Linked DNA regions of Mus musculus: region 2 is linked to region 1. A link is a contact called in public HiChIP or PLAC-seq data. All regions are on one chromosome and are shown on one strand. The core of a region is the stretch at or near the end of the contact, and the rest is flanking DNA. Distances in the headings are between cores, read along the strand shown. Region 1 has its middle 29 kb from the start of Gatad2a. Region 2 holds the start of Tm6sf2 (transmembrane 6 superfamily member 2).

Region 1 (7,128 bases), core at 4,248-6,747:
AAGTCCCAGATGGGAGATCAAAGCATGAGGTCCTGGAGTTCTGATTCTCAGAACAATAAAGGCAGGTGAAGCAGGTGGGCATGGTGGTCACCTGTAATCCCAGCATTCAGGAGGGAGAGCCAGAAAATTCCTAAACCAAGTGAGCTGGCTAGACCAGCAGATGAAATGAGCTTCCTGTTCAATAAGATGCCCTGCCAGGGGGCTGGTGAGATGGCTCAGTGGTAAGAGCACCCGACTGCTCTTCCGAAGGTCCAGAGTTCAAATCCCAGAAACCACATGATGGCTCACAACATCTGTAATGAGATCTGATGCCTTCTTCTGGTGTGTCTGAAGACAGCTACAGTGTACTTACATATAATAAATAAATCTTTTAAAAAAAAAAAGAAAAGAAAGAGAAAGAAAGAAAGAAAGAGAAAGAAATAGAGAAAGGAAGAAAGAAAGAAAGAAAGAAAGAAAGAAAGAAAGAAAGGAAGGAAGGAAGGAAGGAAGGAAGGAAGGAAGGAAGAAAGAAAAAAGAAAGAACGAAAGAAAGAAAGAAAGAAAGAAAGAAAGAAAGAAAGAAAGAAAGAAAGAAAGAAAGAAAGAAAGAAAGAAAGAAAACGAAACTAAGCCCCAGGTCTCTAGACTGCTCAGCTGCACCTTTCCTGTCTTCCTGCTCTAGAGGGGACAGTGTGTGAACACAAGCTATGAGCCCTGCTCCTGATGTTTGTGAGAGTGAGAGCTTCTACCAGACTCCCCTATTGCCTTGCATATCTTTGACATTGACATCTAGAAGGACATCCTGAGATGGCAGAGGATGGGGATAGGACAGAAGTCCTCCAAAGGCCGGGCAGTGGTGGTGCACTCCTTTAATCCCAGCACTTGGGAGACAGAGGCAGACGGACCTCTGAGTTTGAGGCCAGCCTGGTCTACAAAGTGAGTTCCAGGACGGCCAGGGCTACACAGAGAAACCCCGTCTCGAAAAAAAAAAAAAAAAACAAAAAAAGTCCTTCGAAGGAAAAATGTCTCCAACCTCTATCCAGAGCCCTCTTTTTGTTCTGGATCCCAGTTCTAGAACCATACCTTGTAAGTGGTGGTGGCATAGCTATGCCACACATGGGTCAGAAGAGAACAGGGCTGAGTCAGTCCCAACTCTTGGAATAATGTGCAGTCCCACAGCAGGGACCCAGTGACCTGAGCCATTTCCCACCAGGAGCAAATGATGCCTATGCCTCAGAATTGTGGGACTGTGATAGGTAGCCTATTTTGGTTGAATGAGGCTTGCTCCAGCGAACCAGTAGAAAATTCTACAAGGGGCAACGTGGAGGAGAGTGTGCGGCAGTCCTTCCGTGTCCACCCTTCCAGATAACCAGAACTCTGGCGGGACTGGGATTTTCTCCCACTCCCCTCTTTCCCTCACACCCACTGGCCAACACAGAGCCAGACCCCCAACCAACCCACATACATCAGTTACCCATTCACTGTGCCTTCCCCAGGAAACCAGACTTCCTCTCTCCAGGAAGTTCTGCCTGCCTCTAGAACATTCTCTGGCACTGACCTGATGGAAGGAAGTTACTATTGGGCTACACCCAGGCCCCTCATTCACGGGTCTGTGTTCTCTCACCAAGGAGTCCTTCAGTGTAAACATAGATGACAAAGCATGGTTTTCCAAAGCCCACCCCCAGGTCATGTGTCAGAATGGGATTTGGCCACCAGAGGCTGAGAGGCTTTTGCATACAAATTGACCAAGAGACTATACCAATGTGATGCTTTGAGGTGATTTATGGCACATAACCACTTTATCTTTCTAGAATCCTCCAAGGTTATGCCTTAATACAATCCAAATGCTGGCCATGCTGCTACCCCTAAACTCCTGGCTACAAGCAATCTTACTGTGTCAGCCTCCTGAGCAACTAGGTCAATGATGTGTTTGTTTGTTGCTTATTTTAGACGGGGTGGGTGGGTTTTGGGGTGGAGGGGAGTGAGATTAAAGGCAAATTGCTTGTTTGAGACAGGGGTGTGGCAATTAAAGGAGTGGGATTGAAGCCACATCTTGTGACATCTTTGATCCATGCAGGGATCTAACAGCAGGGGCCTGTTAGACCAGCACTCATGAGACCTAGACAAGAGGATCTCAAGTTCTAGGCCATCATGGCTGTGTTACATGGGAAGACCCTGTAAAAGGTTAAAGGGGGAGAGGGAAGGGAGGAAACCCTACCATTTGGGAGGCAGAGCCCACCAGGGCACCAGGCTGCCCTGGGCTACAAAACAGGATCTTGTTTCAAATAAATAAACAAACAGGGATGTGACTCCAGTTCTATTGGTGGAGTGCTTAGTGATCCACAAAGCCTTGCATTACTGGATATGGCAGCTGGCTCAGCACTTGGGGGGTGGGGGAGGCAAGAGGACCAAGAGTTCAAGGTGAGCTGGGAGTGGTAAACACCTCTGATCCCTGCACCCAGGAGACAGGTGGTCACTGAGTTCAAGACCAGTGGCCTACAGAGTTCCAAAACAGCCAGGGAGGGCTACACAGAGAGATTTTGTCCTAAAACAACAATATAGACAATGACATTGACAAGTTCAAGGTCCTTCTGAGCTACACAAGTTTGAGACTAATCTGGACTTCAAGGAGACCCTAGTCCTCATGCACCAGAGATCTTAGCACTTGAGAAGAGGAGTCTGGAGACTTCAAGGCCATCCTAAACTAAAGTGAATTTACCCTTTGGCAATAATTTATGAGAAACTTCCCTAGGAGAAACTCTGGGCTTGCTCTCTTCCAGTATCTTGGACATTATGTGGAAGCCCTTAGGACAGAGTACTCTCAGGTCTTTTTTGGTTGGTCTCACATGTCCTCTTTTTTTTTTTTTTTTTTTTTTTGGTTTTTCGAGACAGGGTTTCTCTGTATAGCTCTGGCAGTCCTGGAGCTCACTTTGTAGACCAGGCTGGCCTCGAACTCAGAAATCTGCCTGCCTCTGCCTCCCAAGTGCTGGGATTAAAGGCCCGGCTCACAGCACCTTTGAGATGTTGAGCAGCCATCAGTTTCTGACAGGGCTAGGCCTGTCCTTTGGGCCTTTGCAGCTTAGATGAGCCTTGCTTCAAGCTTTCTCTTTCTGTGTGTCTCTGTCTCTGTCTCTCTCCCTCTTTCTCTCCTTCTTTCTCTCCCTCTTTCTTTCCCCTCTCCCCTGTCCCCTCTCCCTCTCTCTCTCTGGCTGGAGAGATGGCTGGCTCTTGGTTAAGAGCAGAATCTACTCTTCCATAAGGCCAAAAGGTTAGGCTTTGATTTCCAGCACCTAAATTGGAGGCTCACTTCAGACTCAGAGCGGGTGGTTGGGGTGGGATATTCCAGCAGGAGGCAGTGTCCTTCAGAAACCAGAAATCTGAGTAGATCCCACGAGCTCACTCTCTGAGCTAGGCTCAAATACCTATGGGGGGTGGGGGGGGCAGGGAGGAGGAACTGGAGGGCATGAGATGGTATCACAGATCCCAGGTGGGACCACACCCACATTCAGGGAGGCAAAGAGGCACCTGCCTTGTGCTTCAGTTTATGTTGGTAATGCTATGTTCAAACCTTACTGAAGCTCCAGGTGGCTGTGAGTAAGCTCACTTCCTTCCTTCTTCTTATGCGGCTCCTGTCTAGGAAGAATGCTTTCTCTTTCAGAAACTCGAAATTGAAAGAAATGCTCTTCCTGGTGGTGGAGAAGTCACTGTAGTTCACTGACTAACACAGCTGTAGATCAGCTGACACAAAATCCCTGGGTTCCATGTACCGTAGCACATGACTATCATCCCAGCAGTTGGGAGGTGAAAGCAGGAAGATCAGAACTTGATGGTCATCTTTGGCTACATAGAGAGTTTGAGTCCAGCCTAGGTTACATAAAACCCTTTTTCAAAAAATAAACTATTGCCAGGCAGTACTGGGGCACGCCTTTAATCCCAGCACTTGGGAGGCAGAGGCAGGTGAATTTCTGCGTTCAAGGCCAGCCTGGACTACAGAGTGAGTTCCAGGACAGCCAGGGCTACAGAGAAACTCTGTCTCAGAAAAAAAAAAAAAGGAAAAATAAATAAATAAATAAATTTTAAATATTTAAAAATTTAAATCTTTTAAAAAAACTCAGCCAGCAGCTTTGTGTGGTGGCACAGGCCTGTGATCCCATAGGAGGCTGAGACAGACAGGAATATCAGGCAGCTTGAGCTATATATTAAGGCCCTGTCTACAAAATGCTTGGCTGAAAGGGCTCCTGGGCTTAGTCTGGCTTTGCTTCTGTATATTCTAGAAACTCATCTCAATAAAGGCACAGTGTGGTCCACCATAGCTTGTAGATGTCTGCTTGATTTTCTCTAGGGAAGCACAGGGGTGCGAACGACGGCCTGTTGGTGCCATTGCACCTGATCTTTTTCCCTCTAAAAACAATGATTTGCTTCCCTGGGGAAACCAGGACCAAGCCCACAGACCCTCAAAAGGATGCTGCTTTCAGTAGGTCAGTGATTCTAGAGATACACAACACACAAGCTGGGTCAACTCTAATGAATGAAGATGCCTGCAGGGATGCAGGGTGTGGTATTTAGCTCTGTGCAAAGCAACTCAGCCATTTAGAGACTCTTTAGTGACTCTGTATAGCTTTAACCTAACTCCCTTTTCTCTTTCCTTCCTCCCTTCTTGCCTCTTTCTTTTCTTCCCTCCTTCTGTCACCCTCCCTTTCCTTGTAGCCTAGGCTTTCCTGGAATTCCATATGTAGCTAAAGATAACCCTTAAATTCCTAATCCTCCAGCCAGGCGTGGTTGTGCACGCCCTTAATCCCAGCACTCTGGAGGCAGAGGCAGGCAGATTTCTGAGTTCGAGGCCAGCCTGGTCTACAAAGTGAGTTCCAGCTTGGGCTATACAGAGAAACCCTGTCTCGGAAAAAAAAAAAAAAACAAAAATAAAAACTTAATCCTTACGTGACATGCTGCTGTGACAGTGGTGGGTCAGTACACACAGTTCTCCCTTCGTTTCCTCTTTTTTTTTTCCTTTAAAAATAAAGATATATTTAATTTTTATTAACGTGTCTATCTGTGCACATGTGCCTTGCAGGTGACCTTAGAGGACAGAAGGGGGCGTTGGATCCCTTGGAGCTGCACACAGAGGCGACTGTGAGCTGCCATAAGTGGGTATTTGGGTCACACTCAAGAGCAGCAAGTGCCACTAAGCCGTCTTTCCAGAGCCCACTTCCCTTTTCTCTTCCCCTCCCCTTCCTCTGCAAGCCAGGCTATCCTCAGACTCACAGTGATCCTCTTCTGAAGTGCTGCGATTATTACCGCACCTGTTTTTTGTGTTGTTTCTCAAAAGAGGGTCTGTAGCTCAGACTAGCCTTCAATTTACGATCCTTCCTTCAGCAGTCTCCTTTATGCCGGGACAGACCTGGGCCCTCGACCCTGGAGGCTATAACCTTTTTGCTATCTGTCTGTGGCATTACTCAGCGGTCACTCTCAGTGCTGGTGGAACGCTTCCTCTGTGCGAGGGGACTTCTCAGGAGAGCAGCCACAGGTCTCTGGCTGGCAGAGGCCCCGCCTTCCTAACGCCTGTGGGGCTGCCTGGGCCAGCTCCCACTTCCCTATATGGGCGTGAATGTCACTCAGCCTGTTCGTCAAGTTGATTCCCCAGACCCAGGAAGGGCCACGCCTTGGTGAAGAGATGCAATCAGCTTCCACCAGGGAAAGGAAACTCATCCTTCAGTCACATGGCTCTTGCTTCAGTTTTTATTATAAAACTAGGCTGCCCTTGGCTCTGAGGTTCAGGAATTTCACTAGAGTATCTACCTGGAGTCTCTCTTCAAAGAGAGTTCACTTCAGACAAAGAAAAGGGTTAGGATTATTATTTTTTCCTTAGCCCAGGCTGTTCTTGAACTATGAAGATGAGGATGACCTTAGATTTCTGAGTGTCTTGCCTCTATTTCCTAAATTCTGAGCTGACAGGTGTGCACCATCACACCTAGTTTATGTGGGGCCGGGAATGCACACTGTGCACACTGGGCAATCACTATCAACTGAATTGCATTCCCTGTCTAGGTCTCAAAAGTTTTGATTATTTATTTGGATTATTTTACCAGTACAGTAGTAGTTTAGTTGTGTGTGTGTGTGTGGGGGGGGCATATATTGAGCTGGACACTAGCTAATGCACTGCTTATCAATTTTTAAAAAAGATTTATTATTATATGTAAGTACACTGTAGCTGGCTTCAGATGCACCAGAAGAGGGTCAGAACTCATTACGGATGGTTGTGAGCTACCATGTGGTTGCTGGAATTTGAACTCAGGACTTTCAGAAGAGCAGTCAGTGCTCTTAATCACTGAACCATTTCTCTAGGTCCCAGCACCAATTTTTGATTGCTAATGTGAGCATGCTCTCCATGAGACCATAGTGCTTTCTCACCTTTGAGCATGTTGCTGGATTGGAGATTTAAAGTTTTTTATGTGTATAAATGTATGTAAGCACACCACATGCACCAGATCTCCTGGAACTGGAGTTATAGAGGGTTGTGAGTCACCATGTGAGCGCTGGGAATGAAATCTGGTTCTCTGCAAGAGCAATACGTGTTATAATTGTTTTTGGATTTGAGATGTAAATAATACAAGTGTCAGTTAAGATGTAATACTACAGTTGAGCAGTTGATGTAGACCAATAACAGTAGCTGAGTGTACCTGCCTTTCTTTCTTCCTTCCTTTCTTTCCTTCTTTCTTTCTTTCTTTCTTTCTTTCTTTCTTTCTTTCTTTCTTTCTTTCTTTCTTTCTTTCTTCTTTCTTTCTTTCTTTCTTTCTTTCTTTCTTCCTTCCTACCTTCCTTTTTTTTTTTTTTTTTCTTTTTTCGAGACAGGGTTTCTCTTTGTAGCACTGGCTCTCCTGAAACTCACTCTATAGGCCAGGCTGGCATCGAACTCAGAAATCTGCCTGCCTTTGCCTCCTAAATGCTGGGATTAAAGGCGTGCGCCACCAAGGCCCAGCACTGCCTTTCTCTTCTGCATACAATGGGAAATTACATACTATGCTGACCTATAATCCCATCAATAATTGTTGATTCAACAATAAATTATGCTAGATGTAATGGAATACACCTACCAAGAGGACTATGTGTGCTAGGTCATCCTGAACTACATAGTAAGCTCTAAGCCAACCT
Region 2 (6,869 bases), core at 2,309-4,808, 71 kb before region 1:
TTTCCTACCCCAGAAGTGGTGTCTTAGAGCTTCCCTACAGCCCAACACTCAACCCCCGAGGCGGCGTGGGATAAATGCAGTCAAACTCCCCACGATCCACCTCCCTAAAGGCTGTGCACGGTGGTGGAACGATCTGGACAGTCCCCTCAATCAGCATTTTCTGAGACATTTCAACACTGGGACTCATCATTTCTGCCCTGTCTTCAAAAACCTACTTAGCAAGCCTCCACTGGACTCCCTTCTTCTGTGAAGAGCATTTTGGGAAACCCTGAGAGGAATCAGGATTAACGCTATCTCCTCTTTACTTCCGTGTGGAAAGGGAGTAGAGAGTGTAGTGGCTGCTGGTCAAGGTTATTTAGATATGTGAATGGTTGGAGTTTCAGCGTTTTTGTCCTTACCAAGGATGTTTCCCGGGAGAAACACCAGGATGCTCATGGCGAAGGATCCCAGCCAGTAGAGCCCAAGGTTCCGGTACCTTTTCCTGGGAAGGGAAGGGGGATAGCTGTGGCACACTAAACCTCCATCTCAAGCCCTTGCTAGGGCCAGAGGCCACACTGGATCTTTACCTCTGGGTCCCTCCTGGGCCATTTATTTATTTATTTATATTTATGGTAGCCAGAGATGGAACGTGGGTCTTGAGCATGCTCAGTATATGCTTGTTTGACACCTCACACAGGGATAATAAGCATGGGGAATGACACCAATGGTCTAGAAGATGTGGGTCTCCAGCCAGCCATACCTGTTGACAACCTGGAAATGTTCTCGAGCCTTCCCCAGGTGATCACACCCCTTCTCAAACACTTCTGGTTCCCCAGAGACTTGGGACTCACTCCAGGAATCAATCTCCTCCTGGGTTCCTAGTCTTCTGTCCCCCTCACCTTTTGCGGATGGCACCAGCCATTGTCAGATAGAGCAGGTAGTGCACAGTACCATCCCAGTAGCAGATGAAGATGCCATGTGCTGTGCGTAGGTAGGGCTCACCCTGTGGGCAGGAGTGGGGCTCAGGAGCATGCATGATGGGGCCAGAACCACACCCAGCTATCCCACACTACCTCCTTGGTGTAGAAATCCATGAAGCCCATCATGTAGCCATCTTCTTGGAGTGCAATGACAAGGTCCACCACCGAGGTGAAGGAGAAGATCACAAAGACTGGAGACAGAGAAGGTGGGACTGAGCAGGTGAGTGGGGTTGACATGGACAAGGACAGGGCCAAGTATGGGTGTGGCTAAAGCCAACACAATGACAGTTTGGGCCTGGGCAATCTCAGGTTCTGTTCTTTTGACACAGGGTCTGTAGCCTAGGCTGCCCTGGGACAAATGAAAATCCTCCTGCTGCAGATTCCCAATTGCTGGGATTACAGGCTCTCAGCACCACATTAGCTTTTAGTTCAGCTTATAATTGGGCTTGAAACATCAGGTCCAGCCGGGCAGTGGTGGCACACCTTTAATCCCAGCACTTGGGAGGCAGAGGCAGGCAAGTTTCTGAGTTCAAGACCAGCCTGGTCTACAGAGTGAGTTACAGGACAGCCAGGGCTATACAGGGAAACCCTGTCTTGAAGAAAGAAGAAAAAAGAAAGAAAGAAAGAAAGAAAGAAAGAAAGAAAGAAAGAAAGAAAGAAAGAAAGGAAGGAAGGAAGGAAGGAAGGAAGGAAGGAAGGAAGGAAGGAAGGAAGGAAGGAAGGAAGGAAGGAAGAAAGAGAAAAAGAAACATCAGGTCTAAGGAAAGGTGACCAGGCCACACATAATAGCATCCATTCTACATTCTATATATGTGATGAAGGAAGTCCCAAGTCTGGAGCTGGACAAAGTGCCATTGTCATTCCAGCATTCAGAACTCAGATAGAGGCAGGAAGATTAGGAGTTAGGGTCAGCTCAGGCTACATGAGTCCTGGGAAGGGCATAGGGGAGAAAGACATAATTACTTCTCTCTGGAGTTCCACCTCTGAAAGACACCCTTTGAGGTTCTCCAGTCTAATGGTATTCCAGGCCCTCCGAGTTCCACAGTTAATGGGAACCACTCAAAGACTAACAGAGGTCCTTGGGTTGGTCTTTAGCCTTTGCCCAGAGAACCCTGCTCCTCAGCACCTCCCAATGACTCACCAGCATAGAGAGGGTCGTAGGTGATCTCCCCATGAGATAGGCTATAGACTGCCAGGAAGAGCAGACCCAGTATCAGAGCACTCGTCAGCACCACAAACAGGGGCCTGGGGGAAAATCGAGTGCTTGGGTGAGACCTCCTGGAGGAATTATTCAGAAAGTGTCAGCAAAGGAGAATGAGACCTGACTTCTCCATCAGTGGTTTCTTGGTTAGGTTTTCTACTTGGCAAACTCCTACTCATACTTCAAGGCTTATCCATATTGCTCCCACTGGAAGCCCTCTCTGATTTCCCTATCTCTGTGTTTCATCATTAGCTAATACTCATTCCTTTGGATTTGCCAGGTCACTCATTGAGCCTCACCCTTCATGTGGTTGGACTCTGATGGGAGGGAATCTAGTATTTTCTTGAGGCTCCCAGTTTCTCTCAACTAAAGTCCAAATGTCTCCAACTGCACTTCCCTATTCTTGCTCAGTTACACCGAAGTTATACAGTCTGATAAGACAGTTCAGCTAGCTGCATAGATAACACAAGCCAGGTCTCTGGGCTTCCCTTAACACAGCTGGACAAACAAACCAAAACCCAGAGAGGGGAATCCACCTGTCTGGTGCCACACAGCCAGTTTTTGTTCAATTCTCCTAAACTACCCAGGCCCACATTTCATAAACTCCATCCTGGTTTTACTTAACCAAAATGCCAACACTAATCTTGACACTGCACAGAACTTGTGATCCTCACCCATGACGATAGTGAAACCCAGATAGATAAAGAGACCTGGGCTCCCAAAGGGCACTTGGCTCACTCAGACTCTCAGGAGACAGGTACCAGGGAGTCAGACCTATGGCTAAGGCCCTCTCTATCCCACTGTTTGAGTTAACTGAGCTTTGGAGTGAGGGGATTGCTGGACCTCCGGGGTCTATCTGAAGATAGAAGTCAGGGACAGGGTGCTCATTGCTTGTAGGGGGAGTTAACTCTAGGCCTGAGACAGAGACGATGGTACAGGGCATGCGTACCAGGGAAGTTGGGTGAGTTGGGCTTTATCTAGGAAAATACTTTGACCCTGGGTGACTTTGGAACTGGCACAGCATACATCCCTGGAATACTCGTAAATGCCACAACCCACTATGGCTCCACATCACCTTTCCCCAGAAACTTACAACTTCATCTTCCTGACAGCGCGGCTGGAGAGGGATTTCTGCTTGCAATGGCGTTCCCCCGGCCCAGCTCCCATCCTATGGGATTTTGCTACCCCTCATCCTCCCTCCAGCCCCATGGTCCTCATGGACGAAAACGCACTGTGAGAACGCCGAAACTTGATTGAGTAGGTAGGACACTGGCAGGGCGCAGAATGACATTGCCACAGTCCTGCCGGCTAGGGGCGGGATGTCCATGGCAGCGGCACCCCGACCCCGGCGAGGCCTCCAGGACGCTTGGCTCCGTGACCGCAGCGCGTCAGAGCTCTGAGTTGCCAGGAACCTGCCTGCCCCCCCCCCCCCCCCCGCGCGCAAAGGTCGCCCCGCGCAGGAGCTGGTCACCACCCTTTCCTGTGTTGAGGTTCTTGGCCAGTATGCGGAGGGGGTGGGTGGGGAGTGCCGCCCTACTATCAGGAGACTCCGCCCATAAGCTCCCTTTCTCAGTCCTTTTATCCATTGCACAGCGTCCTTTCCCAGTTTTCAGCCGTCCCACATCTGCAGCCATGCCCCCTTACCTCTACCCAGCTTATAACTCCGCCCCCATACCCTAGTCACCTGTGGGGCTGAACTGTAGAGACTTCCCTTTACCGAGTCCACAATAGTCCCTTACCTAAGACCCATTCACCTCTCCTAGCCCTACTCACAGGCATTAGCTCAAGAGTGCAGCCACGCTCTACATGGCCCCGCCCCCAGGCCCTACACTCACAACTTGTACACACTGCAGTCCAGCCCCTGGCCACACTCCCACTACTCAGCTCTGCCAACTCTAGGACCTTTTGTGTCATGCCCAACCAGATCTTGGGAGAGGGAAACATTGGGGAGATGGAAGACCAGAGGAGCAAGACTGGAGTACTCAGATTTATCATTCTTATTCTCTTGAGGACTTTGACTAGCTGGAGAGGTCTGGGGAGGATCCAGGGCAGCACAAATGGGATGAAGCTGCAAAGATTGACCATCACGGGCTCCAGCTGGGCTCTTGCAGCTATGCAGTGAGCAATACATGAGACAGCCCAGGCCTCTGCCTCTAGACAGGCCCTACCCATACTCCAGCTGTGCCCAGTCCACACCAGCCCATGCACATATCATGAAGTGTTTGGAAGCCTCTTTTTCCTCTGCCTGGGGTAAAGTCTGAATCAACTGGCTGGTCTCCAGTTACTGTGAACTCAATGAGCCTCAGTGGGACTGGAGGAGGGACAAAAGAGGTTTCTGGCAACAGCAGGAACTGGAATGCTGGACAGGTGAGCATTGGGACTTTAATACACAGCACAACACTTGTGACCACAGGATAGAGATGGATGCCAGAACATTTCATAGTCCAAGGATGGCCGATCTGAATGTAGACTTTGTGTTTCCAGAATATTCAGTAGTAGGGCCGTCTGGGGTTGTTCTGTGGAAGCCCAAAAAGATCAAAGGAGTGTTAGTGGAAAACTATAGGTCCTCCCTCCACAACGTTGCAGGCAGCAGAGCTGACATCCTGTGAGGGCTACAGCAGGGGTTTTGTCATCTCTCTCAAACTAACAGGCAGTCAGGGAGGCACGCACCAGCGGGTTGGGCCGGAATCGGTAGGCCAGCATCATCCTCTTGCGGAAGGCCTCGTACTCATCATCCTCCTTGGAGAGTTCAGCTGGCCGGTCGATGCCAAAGCCAGCTCCATCTATTGTGGTGGCACCCCTGTGGAAGGAAAACCAGCAGTCATGAGTAGGAACCAGGATGAGACAGACAGGAAGGGCTTCTGGGGTACTGGGGTGGGGACTGGTGGCAGGGTTGGCAGGTCCTAGATTCACTCAGACATGGGGTCAGAGGCCAGCTTCACGGTCAAGCAGTGTGGGTAGCAAGGCTTTACATACTAGTTAAACCAGAACTAGTTGTCACTAGCTGGAACCTTAGGACTTGTCCATCTGTGTGCTCCCGCAAGCCCTGTGGCAGCACTCACTTGTTCACTGGGTTCTTGATGCCCTGGCCCTCAGTGCCCAGCCCCTCGCCCTCTTTCCAGCCCATCTTCATGAGCATCTGGTAGCCAATGTTTTCCACCGTCAGCTTAAACTCCTTATATTCTGAGTAGTCTGGCTCTCTGCCCTCCTGCAACAGAAGAGAGGAGAAAGTTGCCAGCCATGGGGACTATAGCTGTCCCTAGGTCCCAGTTCTGGCTCCAATGCCTGCCCAACTTGATCTTAGTTAGCCTCATGCCAGACTGGTTCCACCCATGTGCCCCAGCCATCAGTGGTTGACTCCACTGAAATAAATCAAGCTCTTCATCCTTATGCTGTCTTCAAAGGGCTGAGCTTCCAGGCACTCAAGTCAAAGGGGACAAGGTGACCATTAACATGGCCTGTTTGGGACGTTAACAGTTTACAGGCCAAGAGTAGCTCATGTTCTAAGAGCAATTTGTTCTGAATACCCAGCTTGGGAACAATCTGTCACACAGAATGCTAAACAGACATAACTATGGGATACAAAGAAATGCCAATTCATGTCTCATCAGCCCCCTGGTTCTTGAGCCCACCACAGTGGGGCAGCATGCAAGACGGTGCCTTTCTGCAATTGGGTGGCAGAGGAACATGACAAAAGAACATGGCTAGCCTGATCTACACAAGTTCCAGATCAGTGAGGACTGCATGACAAGATCCTGTTTTAAGGAAGAAAGAAAAGCTATCCTTGGGCCCCAGCTCTGAAACTGTGATTTCCCACTGGCTGGAAGACACTACACTATGTGTTAATTCCCCTCCTGTCCATGCCTGCCCATCGGCTTCCCCACCTTCAGGGCCTTGAAGGTCTCCATGAACTTCTCCAGCTCATCAGGGGGCAGAAAGTCACCGATGAAGTGCTTGCCCCGACCCATCTGTGTCAGCTGCTCTGCCCACTCTGCTCAGAGAGGAGAGGAAGATGAGTGAGTGGCAAGGGATGAGAAAGTAGTCGATAGCAATGGTGCTATTTCTGGATCGGTGGAGCCTCTAGACCATGTGCCATGGCCAAGTGGTGCAGGTAAGTGGGGTTCACCCTCTTTTCATGTCCCACATACCCCGTGTCTTGTCCATCTCCATGCGTCGCAGCTGGTGCTCCCAGGTGCCCAGTTCACTGTCTACCTCCTCATCACTGTCATAGCCATGCTGGTGTTGCTGCAGCGCCTTCTCCCACAGAAGCTGCATGTCTTGCATGGCGCGCTTGTGCTGCATAATCATGTCATACATCTGCTGCATCTGCGGAGTGGATAGGCAAGTGCTCATTGAAAAGATCTCCTTGCTCAGAAGAGCAGGCAGGGCAAGAGCTGCAGCCTGTCACATCCATGTCCCAGCATGGGTAGGGACTCTCAGCCACAGAACAAGGACAGTAGCTGACATCAGGCTGCAGGCCTATTGCAGGGTGGGGCTAGGAGCTTAATCTGCCCAGCAGACTCCTCGATGGTGAGGTCAGACATCAATGTCTCAGATCATCAGGGTCCCAAAGCATAGGAGAATATACCCAGAGACTGGAGGAAGCTGGGGAAGGGGAGATCGAATGTGAGACCTCTCTTTAGGAACAGTCTATAGGCCCTGGGGACTTGCCTGTTAGGGACTCCTCAGATAGCACTCATACATTAATA

What was found. HiChIP or PLAC-seq counts read pairs in DNA pulled down with a chosen protein or histone mark.
Region 2: a contact with region 1 is called in an H3K27ac HiChIP or PLAC-seq map of embryonic stem cells, with 8 read pairs. The contact joins the promoter of Tm6sf2 here to the enhancer-like site in region 1. A contact is called at or near these places in 12 of 39 promoter capture datasets (the 3T3-L1 cell line, 3T3-L1-derived adipocytes, cranial neural crest and 7 more), 2 of 484 Hi-C or Micro-C datasets (embryonic stem cells and forebrain), 5 of 115 datasets of contacts at active chromatin or transcription factors (double positive thymocytes, effector CD8 T cells and embryonic stem cells) and 3 of 9 other capture datasets (adipose tissue, liver and pancreatic islet).

Annotation. Positions count from the first base shown.
Region 1 is chr8:69,999,795-70,006,922 of GRCm38.p6, reverse strand. No RefSeq gene overlaps it. Among named protein-coding and RNA genes, the nearest start is that of Gatad2a, 29 kb to the right of the region's middle. Within about 2 kb of position 5,497, at least 276 of the 459 cell types and tissues checked have an H3K27ac peak or open chromatin away from gene starts, as enhancers often do. A contact at or near this core is called in adipose tissue, double positive thymocytes, embryonic stem cells and 4 more, where this site is marked.
Region 2 is chr8:70,069,613-70,076,481 of GRCm38.p6, reverse strand. Tm6sf2 (transmembrane 6 superfamily member 2) reads right to left here and starts at 3,558. Exons shown (of 10, transcript NM_001293795.1): 1 at 3,393-3,558; 2 at 2,101-2,204; 3 at 1,053-1,150; 4 at 879-982; 5 at 399-481. The coding sequence starts at 3,487. Sugp1 (SURP and G patch domain containing 1) reads right to left here. Exons shown (of 14, transcript NM_027481.3): 10 at 6,309-6,486; 11 at 6,045-6,151; 12 at 5,223-5,368; 13 at 4,831-4,960; 14 at 4,135-4,676. The coding sequence ends at 4,650.